Regions from separate parts of the Oryctolagus cuniculus genome. Here region 2 is linked to region 1. A link is a contact called in public Micro-C data. All regions are on one chromosome and are shown on one strand. Each heading gives the region's core, a stretch centred on a gene start, on an enhancer-like site or on the middle of the called end of the contact. The rest is flanking DNA. Distances are from core to core; before and after follow the strand shown. Region 1 holds the start of ZNF800 (zinc finger protein 800). Region 2 holds the start of GCC1 (GRIP and coiled-coil domain containing 1).

What was found. Hi-C and Micro-C count contacts between places; a contact is called where the count stands out from the background.
Region 2: a contact with region 1 is called in a Micro-C map of ear pinna, with 8 times the contacts expected there. The contact joins the promoter of GCC1 here to the promoter of ZNF800 in region 1. A contact is called at or near these places in 2 of 6 Hi-C or Micro-C datasets (ear pinna and an unstated tissue).

What each region holds. Positions count from the first base shown.
Region 1 is chr3:163,845,595-163,849,161 of mOryCun1.1, reverse strand. It overlaps ZNF800 (zinc finger protein 800), which reads left to right and starts at 1,657. Exons shown (of 4, transcript NM_001171278.1): 1 at 1,657-1,717. The coding sequence starts at 1,657.
Region 2 is chr3:164,052,179-164,055,745 of mOryCun1.1, reverse strand. It overlaps GCC1 (GRIP and coiled-coil domain containing 1), which reads left to right and starts at 1,636. Exons shown (of 2, transcript NM_001171279.1): 1 at 1,636-2,667; 2 at 3,502-3,567. The coding sequence starts at 1,636.

The DNA.
Region 1 (3,567 bases), core at 408-2,907:
GCCACACACCCGCCTGCTCCCCAACATCGCTGTTTTTCCTTTCCCTCCCGGGACAGGGGCCTGAGAAAAAAGAACCCCGTAACTTCCGGAAGGCAAACTTCGAAACGCGTCGGCCAGGGGGGGGAAGAGAAAAAAAAAAAAAAGTTCAACTTTGCCACTTCCACAGGCCTTTTTTTTTTTTTTGCCGGATCGCCGCTTACTCACGCCTCCCGTCCCGCGGCTGCCCGACCTCTTCTCCTAACGGGTCTCCGCCGCGCACTTCCACCCCGGGCCGAGCGGCGACAGCCACCGTCCGCGTCGGCCGGCCGGCGGGCGCGCAGGCGGGCGGGAGCGCGGGCGGCCGAGCGGCCGGCGCCCTCCCCTGCCCGGCCGGGCGCATGCGCGCGGCGCTCCCGGGCGCGCCGGCCACACTCCCCCCACCCACTGCCGAGCTTGTCACTTCCTGCCCTCGCCCCATCTCCGTCCGGGGTCAGTCAGTCGCTCCCTGTCGCTGCCGTACAGTCTCTGCTTCCCCCTTCCTACCCGCTCCGCGGCGGCAGCTCAGGCTCTCCGGGGAGGGGGAGACGAGAGAGAGAGAGAGAGAGAGACCGACTTAATAAAAGTTTCCTGAAACAACAACTACTACCAAAAAGCCCACGGTGGGGGGAGACCCCCGTTCTTCTCCGCCCTCTCCAAAAGCCTGAGGGACCGTTGCAGGTGGAGCGGCGCTGGGAGGAGCCGGGCTGCGGCGGCGGCAGCCGTTGCCCCGGCGAGGGGCGCCTCGGGTCCCGCCCGCTCCGGCTCCGGCTCCTTCGGCGGCCGCCGCTGCGGCTGCCAGGCGGTTCCTCCTGTCAACTGCCCGCGCCCGCGCGCCGCCCGCCCGGCCGCCCCACAGCGCGGAGGGACGCCGTGAGCCGCCGCCGCCGCCGCCGCTGGTGAGCTGCGGCGCTTCCGCCTCAGCGCCGGCGGGGACTCTTTGGGAGCGCGTCGGCCCGAACCCCGCTTCCCTTCGCGCGGTCCGAGGGGGGCTGCGCCAGGTGGGGCCAGCGGCCGCCTCCCGCGCCAGGCTGTCCCGGTGGCCGTCCGGCCTGCCCGCCTGCCTTCCGCCGGCCCGCCCTAGGAGTTAAGTAAGTTGGGCGCACTTGGGCTTTGGGGACCGGGGTCCCGCCGAGGAGACCCCAACGCACGTGCGTGGCGGGAGGACGCGGGGTGGGCCGGCCGGGGGGCCGGCCGCGCGCGGGAGCGGAGCCCTGGCCGGCCCGGAGCCCCGCAGCCCGGCCGTGCCCGCCGCGCCCCGAGGGCCCCTCGCCGCGCGCCGGCCCGCCCGGGACGGCGAGGCCGCCGCCGCCGCCGCCGCCGCCCGCGCCCGCCGGCCAGGCCTTGGCCGTGCGCTGCGCTGCGCGCCCGCGGCTGCGTTTCCGGGTAGGGCGAGGAACCTGTGCGAGGAGTCGGGGGCTGGAGGAAGGGATCGTGCGCCCTGCTGCTTTCGTTTCGGGAGGAACGCGCGCGACGCTGAAGGCGAAGGGGAGGCGGGTGCTGGGGGACCGCGTGTGGGAAGTGCAGCCGGAGCCCCCCTGGGAAGTTCAGGGTGCGTGACGAGTTTGTGCTGCTTTCCGCAGGCAAGGCGCGATGAAGAGCTTCTCCCAGTGAAAGGAAAGTAGGTCGCACCCACTGAAAATGCCTTTAAGGGACAAATACTGTCAGACTGACCACCATCACCACGGATGCTGTGAACCAGGTATGCCCCTCCTCGCTCTCGGTCGCAGCCGCTCTGCCTTCTCCTTTTCACCTTAGGGTTTCCTTTTCCTCCTGCCCAAGAATCGCTCCTGAAGCAGGGCAGGCTGTAATTTTCCCCAGCGTAAAACCAGTGATGAAGCTAAAAGCTTGTACGGACGAGATCTCCCCTGCCTGATCCCTTAAAGGAACTCCTGCAAGTGTCACCCCCAATCATTTCCACGAGATCAGCCGCTCAGGCCTGCAGTATACTCCTGCGCCCCGTGAATATTTAAAACCCAAGAGGAGGGCAGGCTTTGGTAGTGGGACGCCAGCGTTCGTCTTGGTGAAAATTGTTCCCTTGCAGCTGAAGTGAGAGGTTCTGATGCTGAAAGTCTAAACAGGACTTTTGGGTGAACACGTTCGTGGAACTCTTCCGGGGCCTCAGGTTTTGCTAAGTGCAACCTTTAAAAATACAAATTCCTGGACAGAACATACTGTATTGCAAAATAATGGGAAAAACTCCTCACTATTTAGATTGAGTACAGAAGCATTTTAAAGGTCTTTATTCAATGGCACTTTTTTTTTTCCTTCCCCAGTTGAGTTTATGGAAGGGAAAAGTATGAGCAGACTCTAATTTGATTAGTGATAGACTCTTGACAGTTTTTCTACTTAGAATGTTGATGTGTTTTGTGACACACATCCAGAGGTACAACTTTAAAAGGGTTCGTTATATACATGCAGTCACTAAATCAAACACAGGCCATCTCAGTCTACTTTAAAAGTAGGTGCATATCACTATTTTGCACCTAAATATTTTCTCTGTTTTTTTTTAATGTTTTTGCTTATTTTTTGTTTTCTCATTACACTTATGTACTTGGATTTTATCCCAGTAGGGTTCCTTTTAATGGGAATTATGATTAATGGGAAAATAGTATCAGAGAAAGGGAGGAATTTACCTTTTCAGAAAACTTGGGTACATGTGTGAGTAAAATTTATACCTCAGTCTATCTCTATTATGCTTTGCTGAGATTAGTAGCAACTCACCTGCACTAATAAAACAGGCAGTCCTAGGATGTGATCCAATTTGCATTCATCTGCCCTTGACCTAACTTTCAGTAGCTGTTTACATTGCGTATTTTGTATATTTGAAGTGAAGATAGATCACTTAGTTTCACTGAATGTTGAATGAGGCTTGCTAGTTTTGAAGTATGAAGTTGTGGATGGATGCCCTTTTATATTTTACGTTCCGCTGTTATTCCATTTTTTTTCCTTAAAAACACTTTGAAGTCACTGAGGTTGAATTGATTAGAAAATAGTCTTATTTAGGAAGAAGTTTATTTGTGTTTTCATTTCTTAAACAGATTACTATTGAATACATATTGGGTGCCCTACTATTGAATACATATTGGGTGCCAGCCGTTGTCTAAAGCAATGGAATATAAGAGGCCAGTAAGACAGATAAGGTTCTTTCCTCATAAAACTTGAGTAGGAAGACAAAGCTGCAAAGATAGTTTGTGGCCATGTTTTATTTAGTGTATTCTAATAATAATAAAAGTTTTCTAGACTTCAACCTCTTTTTAAAAAAAGGTGTTTTCTGGAGCTGAACTTTTTCATGTGTATTGGATCTTACTTTTTTCTTTTTTTTTCTCCCCCATTAAAAGGATACCAGATAAATTCCTTTAATGTAAAGTTACCATTTTTCTTTTTCCAGAAAGTTTTTCTAGTGCGGGTTAATTTTCAGATTCACCAGATCCAAAGGAGAACTTATGTCTTTGTTTTCTTGGTTCCAATTAAACATTTTGTGAAGATTCAGCTCGGTGGAAAGCTAGGAGCTGGTGAACTGATAGGGTAGTTTATTGTCACTATTTCAGG
Region 2 (3,567 bases), core at 387-2,886, 210 kb before region 1:
TCCATCGTGGCCATGTGGGAAGTGAATCAATGGAAGGAAGACCTTTCTCTCTGTCTCTTTCTCACTGTCTATAATTCTGTCAAATAAAAGAAAAAAGAGAGAGAGAGAGAGAGGTAGAGACAAGGAGAGAGAGGTCTTACATCCACTGGCTCACTCCCCACATGGCCACAATGGCTGGAGCTGTGCCGATCCAAAGCCAGGAGCCAAGAACTTTTCCTGGGTCTCCCACGTGAGTGGTCACATTAGCAGGGAGCTGGATCTCAAGTGGAGCAGCCAGGATTTTAATGAGCAGCTTCACCTGCTTTGCCACAGCGCCGACCCTTACTTTACCTCTGTGCCTTATGTCCCATCTGTAAAACAGTGCTAATGTATCTGCACAGGAGAATAAATAGCAAAATCCTGCTTCCTGCCTTCCTTCCTTCGAAAGGCAAAGTGACCTAGAGGGAGAGACAGAGAAGGGAAAGATTTTTCCATCTGCTGCTTCACTCCCCAAATGCCTGCAACAGCCAGGAACCAGTCAGACCAAAGCCAGGAGCCAGGAACTCTTACCCAGGTCTCAGGGACCCAGCGACCTGGGCTACCTTCTGCTGCCTCCCAGAAGGGCATTAGCAGGAAACTGGGTGGTAAGCGAAGAAGCGGGGACTCAACCTGCACTCACATAGTGGATGCGGGTATCCCAAGCGTCCGCTTAAGCTTCTGTGCCCCAATGCCCGCCCCTAAATAACAATTTTCTTGTGAGGTTCCCGGCGTATAGTTCGCATTCAGGATGAACCTCATGGCGGCAAGGTGTCCTCTATCAATATTCGTTGACTAAACTCAACGGAACTATGGTAAGGTGCCATGTGCATTCCATAAGCCAGCTAGGTGCCAAGTGCCGTGTTAGGAAGGGCTGCAGTGTTCATAGCCCTAATGGGAACATTTATTGTTGGCCTTTAGGGACACAGGTCCTGAGCCCCAAGTCCTTGTGGCTGGACGCATGGGTCACTGGAGTGTTTGTTAAGAATGCAGTGCAACGTCGCCCCCTGTCGGTCGCGGATCGCAGCCCAAGGGCAAACCAACTGCGCTCGCTGGTCCTCAACTTCCTTTCCTTCGCTCTCCGCAAGCCCCGGCCCCCGAGGTTCCCGGCAGCACTTCTCCGCAGCCCCAGTTAAAGGAGCCCCGCCCACCTCGCGGCCGGTAGGGGCGGAGCCTAGGGCGACGCGCTGGCGTCACTTCCTGCGGACCCGGAAGCTCTGTGGTCGGCCGGTTGCGGTAGTTAAGAAGTCGAGATGGAGCCACCCGCGGCGTAAACCTGTAGCCAACTGTGGGCCGAGGGGGCCGGCCGGGGCCGGGCCGATGAGGCCCGGAGGAGCGGAGAGGGCGGAGCAGCTTCGAGGCTAGCGCGGGCGCTCCCAGGCCGGGAGCTCCTGTCGCGCCAGCGTCGCCCCGCCTCCAGGAGCGGACCCGCTCCCGCCCCCCTGGCCTCTGTCCGGCGGCCCCGCCACCCCGCATCCGGGCTTGGACACCTCTGTGGAGCAGCTGTGCGGCCGCGGCGGGACAACCTTTTCCTCGTCGCCTGCTGGCTCCGCCCGCGTAGTCGCGTCGCTCTCCTGGACTGCTGGAACGCTGACGTGGAGCAGCTCGGTCACAGCCCCCATGGAGAAGTTTGGGATGAATTTTGGGGGCGGCCCGAGCAAGAAGGACCTGCTGGAAACCATCGAGTCTCAGAAGAAGCAGCTCCTCCAGTACCAGGCCAGGCTCAAGGACGTGGTCCGCGCCTACAAAAGCTTGCTGAAGGAGAAGGAGGCGCTGGAGGCCAGCATCAAGGTGCTGTCGGTATCCCACGAGGCGGATGTGGGCCTCGCAGGTGTCCAGCCTCCAGGCCTCACCTTCTCTGACTCTGTGGATGACCGGTGCTCCACTCACAGCGAGGATAGCACCGGCACCGCCACCAGCCTGGACACTGCGGCCAGTCTGAGCAGCATCAAGGGTGAGTTTGGGGTAGAAGATGACAGACCGGCCCGCGGACCACCGCCTGCGAAGTCGGAAGAGGCCAGTGGGTCGGAGAGCGGCGTTAGCAGCAGCAGTGGGGATGGGCCGTTTGCAGGTGGGGAGGTGGACAAGAGGTTGCACCAGCTGAAGACTCAGCTGGCTACTTTGACCAGCTCTTTGGCTACAGTCACCCAGGAGAAGTCCCGCATGGAGGCTTCTTACCTGGCCGACAAGAAGAAGATGAAACAGGACCTAGAGGATGCCAATAAGAAGGCGGAAGAGGAGAGGGGCCGCCTGGAGGGAGAATTGAAGGGGCTGCAGGAGCAGATAGCCGAAACCAAAGCCCGGCTGATCACGCAGCAGCATGATAGGGCCCAGGAGCAGAGTGACCATGCCCTGATGCTCCGGGAGCTCCAGAAGCTGCTGCAGGAGGAGAGGACCCAGCGTCAGGACCTGGAGCTTCGGCTGGAAGAGACGCGGGAAGCCCTGGCCGGGCGGGCCTATGCAGCCGAGCAGATGGAAGGCTTCGAACTGCAGACCAAGCAGCTGAGCCGGCAGGTGGAGGAGCTGAAAGGTGAACTGCAGGCCATCCGAGAGGAGAAGAATCGACCGGACCCCCGGCTCCAAGAGCTTCAGGAAGAGGCCGCTCGCCTCAAGAGCCATTTCCAGGCTCAGCTGCAGCAGGAAATGAGAAAGGTAATTATCCTCATCTCCTTCACATATCCGTCATTTCGCTTGAAGTGCGAGATAAGAGGGGTTTTGTTTTTCCCTCCTCCTTTGGTACTTAGAACTAAGTGGCTGCACTGTCATTTTTGCTGCTACTTGAAAAGTTGCACCAGGGAGCCCTGGAAAAGCCTTTCCTGCGGTGGTGTTGACCAGCTCCTGGGAGTGTGCTTGCAACAGGATGTGGAGTTTCCGAGCCTAGGCTGGGTCGGAGCCAGGCCCCTCTGAGCTGCTGGGCGTTGGCACTGTACCAGCTGCTCTCCGAGCTGCCATCGAGCGGCCGCTGTGCAGTGAAAGAGCGAGTGTGTGCCTGTAGCTGTGTACCCATGGGCAGGGTAGCTGAAGGCAGCTAGAGGGATTTTCCCAGAAGAAATAAACCATGGTAATTGCTTTCTGTCAAGGTTTGTCTGTCATGACAGTGTCTGCTGTCCAGGTGGAGGGAGATCCAACTCAGTTTTGTACTTCCAGGAATAGAGAAAGAGAAAAGCAAAGTCCTGTAATTTCATGATAGGGTTCGGGGTGAGGTGACATATGATAGACAGCAAAGCTGGGTGTGAGCTGATAGGAGAAAGTGGAAGCGCTAAAGCAGAGTGACAGCAGGTGTGCAGAGGTGCTTCATATCGTTTGAGATGATATGTATTTGGGGGCAGAACCCAAGCAGGTAGAGGAACTTCTGTTGGATCCTGCATCAACGGAAAAATCCCCAAACGCTCCCCTCGGTCGCCCTCCTCCCCGGACACACGCACACAAAGTTTGCCATGGGGCTTTGTGACTTTTCTGACCGTATTCTGGTCTTGTCTTTGGCAGACAGCCCTTGCGGAAGATCAGCTCCGCCAGCAGTCTCAGGTGGAAGAGCAGAGGGTGGCGTCCCTG